2 separate regions of the Bicyclus anynana genome follow, and region 2 is linked to region 1. Evidence: chromatin contacts called from public Hi-C data. All regions are on one chromosome and are shown on one strand. Each heading gives the region's core, a stretch centred on a gene start, on an enhancer-like site or on the middle of the called end of the contact. The rest is flanking DNA. Distances are from core to core; before and after follow the strand shown.

Region 1 (3,638 bases), core at 444-2,943:
AAATGATATACGATATAAATGATATTCGATAAATTCGCACTGGTAAAAGGTAGCGTACCGTACTGCGCAAATGCCTACCTAATATCGGTGCCAAAATCCTCAAATTGCGATTTTCGAAAGCGTCAAATGGAATAATGGCGGCACATTTAGCCACACTTTCGCCGGAGAAAGTCAATCGTGCATTAAACATCTTTGTTTTAGCTTCAGATGGCTGAACGCTGATAAATCAGACACTATTCATCTGTTACTGCTCACACATAACACTGGAATCACAGACAGATCATTATCGCGCGATAACTACTGCGTGCTAATTTGTTTTTCAAGATTTATGCATATAAATCTTAAAAATATACGATATATATATACGATATATTATACGATATTTATCCGTACTAATATTATAAAAAGGTTAAGTTTGTGGTATTGTAGAGTAAACTCTGGATCTACTGAACTGATTTTGAAAATTCTTCTACCACTACAAAGCCACGTTATTTCGGGGTATCATAGGCTATATTTTATTCCCGTGCTGTCACGGAAACGGAAACTACGCGGGCGAAACCGCGGGGCGTCAACTAGTATTAATAGTATTCTAATGATTAAATGAAATGCCATAAAGATTTGCAAAATAACATTAATCAGTCGATTTGTGGAACCCTAAAAACCGCGTGGCGCGACACGCACTTGGCCTATTTTAAATTATCTATAGCTTATATAATTACTAGTAATTAACTCTGTAGTATATTTATCATGCAACCTCCTTGATTTCAACGTAATTTGTCCGTCTGGTATCCTCGGAGTTGTGAAAGACGATAAATTACCATTGTAATAGTTAAGCGTTTTATTTAACCCAAATATAGCGACAAGATCTCCAAAACAATGGAGTCGACATTCGCCCATGTTGCATTGTTGTAACCGAATCAACTGATTGGCTGCAGCCGGTAGTGGCAATAGATTGAGAGCCTGCAGTAGTCAGACCTTCGTCATTATATGAAAGCTGAAAGTGCGTCAGTCCATGCTCCTACCATACGTACTCGTAAGTACGGTACAAAACTACGGAGTATGAATGTTGGAAGTTTTCAAGGGTCCAAACTATTATATTCTCCACCACCAGCTCTAAAAAATTTAATTATAATGAATATTATTATATTTAGCCATAATCATTGAATTAAACCTATATAAGAATCAACTACTAAATTTAAAGGCAGAGAAGCAACTATATTAGATGATAATATTAAAAATCAACTCTCAAAGAAAGTATAAAATTTCTTAGTCTAGTCTAAGTTAATGTTCAAAACACTGTTAAACTTTAAGGTCGCTAGAGTCTCTAGCAAGTGGTTTCCACAAAACTTAAGTATCTGACGTTGTGAAAGATGATTTTTCATGATATTCCGTAGAAAATATTTAGCCACCACGGTTCAATCTCCCTGCCGTATGTTTCGTTCGTTATAAACCCATATTCGACTCGCTGCTGAGTTCTAGTCTCTCTAAATGTATGTAGATGTAAACAGAGCTTTAGCATTAAGGTACTAGTATGTACCTGCGTAGAAAGGTATGGGTAGAATATACCTGTACCTTTTCCAAGTTATACCGCTTCCAACTTGCTTGCAACTGCATCGTTACTCAACTGATAATTCAGTTATCCCTTGACATCGTAGTCAAGGGATAACTTGTCTTTGATTAAAAAGAAGGTCTAGCCACAACATGTTCAATACAACCTACGTTAGTTGCGCCGGCGCGGCGCCTCGCATTACGGAACGGACTTTTATTTATGCCGAGTAATCAAAATTTCGCAACTTTTCACTGACCATCTTGGTACTCATGGCTTGCTTAACAAATTGCTAATGCACAAATTAAGCATGTTGTATTGCTGAGTAATAAGATACGATACACTGCTCAATCGGTTTTGCAATTTGGAATATGAATGACATACATAATTGTGCCAACTTAAAACCTCTGGTTAGTTTGAAAAACGTATTTATAGAGGCTGTGACTCGAGATAATTGGATACGGAGAATATTTTTGGAAGCTACTTGACCATGATCTTCCACTCGTATGTCATACGATGACGTATACTAAGATGGAACGTGTATCCCAAGTTATCAAATGTTACTTAGTCGAGCTTAGACTAATTAGATAAGGAACTGCCTCGTACACGTTACATTTCTGTCAAAGTATATGATCAACGATCTAATGCGATTATAAAAACTGTCTCTATAGTATCGATGTTTCATAGTTGTAATCGTGTTCGTCGGTTAAATAGCTCTGTAAAAATGCCTTTTCATGTAGTTGAATGGTGTAAAAAACGGGCAAAACTTCTAGTTTTATATAAGATATATGCCAAATGTAAGCTCGTTTTCTTCAGAAAATGACAGACAATATTATTCGTGAATATGGGTGTGACTAGTCCGTATGTAATTAGTCTGAGTAGTCATGTATTGAAAGTTTACAACTTATCGTGTTTTTTAAATTCATATAATAATAAATAAATTTCTTTCTTTTCAGGTTCTACAAGCCGATTTTAATTTCAAATTAACGGAAAATGGAAAGCTGGTTGGACGATGTGAAAAGGGTGCGCATCCCTAGACCAAAATTCGAACGAAAATATCCCACAGAGCCTCCAAAGGACTACCTCGAGGACTGCAGCGATCTCAGCGGCAAAGGGAGACACCATCACGATAACAAGGACCTGGCAAAAGCTACTGAAGAACTCAGACGAACATTACAAGAGAAACTATGACCGCAACGTCTTTAGTTTTATTTGGATTAATATTGCCTAGGATAAGTCATAACTAACTTATAAGATAATCACATAATAATGAACGAAAATAGCTTATCCAGAACCAATTTATTGCATTGTGAAATAATTATTCTATAAAAGAGAAAAGTTACATCAGTACATAAAACAAAAAATCATTGCCAAATAATTAATAATTTGTCAAAAAAAAAATCGAATTGATTTATGAATTGAATGTAAAAGATCTATAACAGACTTTTTTATTCTATGAAAAAAGGAGGAGTTTATAATAATTATGTTCGACTGTATGTATGTTTTTGATTTACTTCGGTTATAAAAAAAGACTGTGTTACATAAGAATGTAGATATTTATTTCGTTCGGTCCAGTTTTATAATTTTAATAAAAAGAAGGAAATAATGAAATCTTAGACATAAGTTTACTACCTAAATAATAATTACCATTAAGTATTGTTAGATATAGGTGACAAGTAATACGTAATAAGCTTAGGATAGTAAATATTAATCTCTCAATAAGTATATGAAAAATTTGAAATCAAAGCTATTTTATTATATAACTAGCGGATGCCCGCGACTTCGTCCGCGTGGAATTCAGTTTTTCACATATCCCTCGGGAACCATGGACTTTTCCGGGATAAAAAGTAGCCCATGTGTTAATCCAGGCTATAATATATCTCAATACCAAATTTCAGCTAATTTGGTTCAGTAGTCGAGGCGTGAAAGAGTAACAAACATTCATATCATCAAAATCATCAATTTTCGCAAGTATCGGGAAACCATGGATTTTTTCGGGATAAAAAGTAGCCTATTTGTTAATCCAGAGTAAAATCTAATTCTATTCCAAATTTCAGCCAAATCGCTTCAGTAGTAGCGGCGTTAAAGAGTA
Region 2 (3,642 bases), core at 340-2,839, 39 kb before region 1:
ACTCGCATGAAGTACCTTGTGCCTCTCAGTTACTATGTCTGTGATCTGTACGTCAAATGTATCGAGAAGCTGTATAGTGAGATGTGAGCTGGAGGCTTGGAAACATGCGTTTCGATCACTCGGTGGCGTGGTTCATAGGTATATTATACAAGTGTATATATATGTACGTTTAATGAGAAGTTAATAACCCAATTGGTGGACCTATCAATGCAGCGGATTGAAAACTTTAAAATTATACTTTAAAATATGTAAGTAATAATATAAATAAAAGAAAAAACGAAGCTCTTTTGCGACATTTAAAAATAAATTAAGGAATTGTTAAAAAATATGAGAATTTGCCGCCATGCATTATTTTCACCGACTTCAAAATGAATCAGAGTATCGAAATAACGAGAATAGAAAAAGATCTAAATGTCGTCATTTTCATTCTATTGTGTGGAATTTAATAATATTATGTACAATCATTGTGCTTTAAATTCGGTGAAAATAATTATGATGAACATCTTTACAGATGAAGGACAAAATTTAACATTGGAGGATTATAAAACATTGAAGTCTGTTCAGCAAATTGATAAACAATTAACAATAACGGTGGTTAATCAAGTTTGTACATGTTACTTGCATCTAAAAAATAAATAAAAATTCTAAATCCTATCAACCGCAATCTAATAAAGAAATTTTACTAAACTTATTCATGCAGCGTGAGCTTTACCCATTCAAGACATTAGATACCTCTACAGGCGAATGAGAGAACCGAATCAATTATAATGTGCGTCACTACTAAATTTAGATGGTCAAAGTAACGAACTAAAAAAAAATAGTTTACACAAAATCAAAAATAAACATCGAAATGAAGTGCAACGAGAGGAAATGTGAAAACATATTTAATATAAATTTTCTAACACCAAGCATCGTTCCGTTTGAAGCGAGTAAATTTTGAATAGAAGAACTTTAATTTTGAACATCGTGCAAAAGAAAGAGTTGTCATGTGCTAGGACAGTTTGCCGATCGTCGGCGGGAGGCCGGGCAACTTACTAGAGGTCGTCCCCAGTACCATGATTTTACTTTCTGCGTCCAGCCACCGAGTGATGAGCGCAGACCGCCGAGATATCCGCACTGAAACATCACACTCACTCAGCGCCTGACCCTCAGTCACCTCCGGCGGACCCAGACACCCAGACGGACAGTCACCCTGACCCACGCACCGCATCGTCCCGCGTCACCACGACTCTATCTATCCCGATACTATTACTAGGTACTACTTGGTACACTTCCTAATTAAATGCGGGATCGGTAAAGGGGCACTAGCAAATATTGACTAAGATGTAGTTATTCTGTATGATATTACCATTCATGAAAATAGTTTTATTGATTATACACTTGCATACAACCCAAGTTTATGCACACTTAGCAAGATCTACTTCTAAATTAGATTAATCAAACTGCTGGCCAAGCTCATAGATACGAGGAGAGTAATAGAAATTCGTATGATATTTTTAAAAACTATACAGTATTAATAAGTAATTAAGTCGTTTACGATGTCTACATACCTGATCCTGTGATTGAGAGGTTGCATGAAACAAACAACAGAGTTAACTTAGCCGCAAGTAGAAATGGTTTTTTTGTACAAGTCAATGTTACCGGGGTGTAAAGAAATGTATTGTCAAACGATTTTGCATGATGTCATTTAAGTTTCAGTTACATTGAGAGTAGAATATCGACTGACCTTTAGACAATTGAACACTTGACTGAAACTACTAATCCACCTAACTTACGAGTAGAGTCAGAACTAATATCTAGTCAAGTATATTCTCGTTCTGTCCCATTGAAAACTCAGAAAGTATTCAGAAAGTAGACACTAAAATAATTCTATCTACTGAAGCTCGGTTTTTTTGGAAAATGTTAAAATTTTTTGAAAAATTAAGCTTATCACGGTTAAATTTTGATTATTTTACATAAAGTCGAGGGGATTGTTATTTAAAGTAGATACCTATACATAATAATCGCGGCACGATCCAAACATCAGTTTGGATCGTGCCGCGATGCAAGAACCAGCTCATGACTAAGGGCCACGTATGGGTTCGAAACTAGTCGGGCATACTCCGACGTAATATCACGTGAGTTTTAGCCGTGTTTCATAATCAACCTATACATAAATAAAAAAAATGGAATCGTTATTTTGAATATCGAGCTGGATTCATTAGTATCTATAACACTTGCAAAATAGTTACAGTATTTTGGGATGACTGATGGGATCACCAGTCTCCCCATGCGTTTTCCAAAGGTATTTTAATTTTAATGGATTTTTGCAATAATAACGTAATGACAAGCCATTGTTGCATATTTGGTATCTCGTGATAGTATTTGCTAACTTCTGTTGTGTAACAATTTCGTTCATTGTGTTTTGGCTTCGCTGACTTTCCATCAATTATGTCTGTTTTATTTACGGTGACACGCAGCACAATGGGTTCATAAATATTTCGAAAAAATTGTTTTCACGAATAAAGAAACTTAAGATGCTTAAGGTATTTTTAAGACATTACTTCTTCTTCTTCACATTATTTTAGCTTAGTCACTTCTATAAGCAAGTATAAAGTCACTTCTATAAGTTTGTATAGTTATTAGGATAAGTTAGCTTAAGTTCCTTATTGTATTCTTTCTCAATATAAAAAGAAAAAAAAGTATAAAACAATTTTAACATTTGGCAATTTAGGTATTAATTTTACAAATAAGTCTTTGACTTGGTAGTTTCAGGTAAGTATTGTAGATTTTTTTGTTTATTTGTTAGAATAAAAGTTTTATCTTATAACGAATGCTGTGTTTGTATCTAAAGTAGAAAAATATCTTACTGCGTACCTACTTAAACTAATAAAAATAGGCCCTCATATCAATTTAGGTTTATGACTGAAAATATAATCAAATTGAAATCTATTTCAATCTTGAAATCGGACTAAAGGTACTAAATTTAAAAACAAAAACAAGTCACGAAATGGTCACGATAGTTATTTTAACCACAACGATTGCGCTAAAAACAGCCACGAAACCTGTCGCCTATTTGCTATGGTTTGAAAAACAATACAACAATAATATATTAACGAGCGTATAGTTTCGTGTTCGCACAGTTACGTAGAATGTCGATATGACGAGATACGAATATTTTCTCGCGATATCGCCTGGAATAGGGTCGTTGACGCTAATTAAAATGTGGATTGTTGGTAGTTGTGCAAAAGCAAAACAGGGAATCCTTTTTTCTCTATTTTTGCGGGCGACACAATTTACTAGCAGTCGATCGCGACTTTTCGCAATATATAAGACACCTAAGTGCTTGTGGATTTTTTTATTTGTACCTAAAGGACAGACAAAGATTTGTGATCAATTTAATCTTGTTGGATACTCGAGTTCATTTTGGTTAAACTCGTACATACGTCTAAAATTTCAATAGCCACGATAATTCCGCGCCGTGTATCATACCTACCTAAAAATGACTTAAATAACTGATTTAAATTAATTTTAGCAGCTTCTATTAATAGGAACTTGTAGATTCAAATAAAGTGATTAATGAGAAGGAAGGTCTGTTTCATTCTTGCGACTTGATTTGCATAGTGTGCGCAGTGCTGTCGATCGATGTGTTATTGACAATAT

What was found. A called contact is a pair of places that touch in the nucleus more often than the background predicts.
Region 2: a Hi-C map of whole larva shows a contact between it and region 1, with 1.7 times the contacts expected there. The contact joins the promoter of LOC112048305 here to the enhancer-like site in region 1. A contact is called at or near these places in 2 of 2 Hi-C or Micro-C datasets (whole body and whole larva).

Annotation. Positions count from the first base shown.
Region 1 is chr3:4,877,451-4,881,088 of ilBicAnyn1.1, reverse strand. It overlaps LOC128199858 (a long non-coding RNA gene), which reads left to right. Exons shown (of 2, transcript XR_008252375.1): 2 at 2,503-3,638. Among protein-coding and RNA genes, the nearest start is that of LOC112048294, 26 kb to the right of the region's middle. Within about 2 kb of position 1,693, at least 3 of the 8 cell types and tissues checked have open chromatin away from gene starts, as enhancers often do.
Region 2 is chr3:4,916,254-4,919,895 of ilBicAnyn1.1, reverse strand. It overlaps LOC112048305 (whirlin), which reads right to left and starts at 1,589. Exons shown (of 4, transcript XM_052891065.1): 1 at 1,036-1,589. The coding sequence starts at 1,125.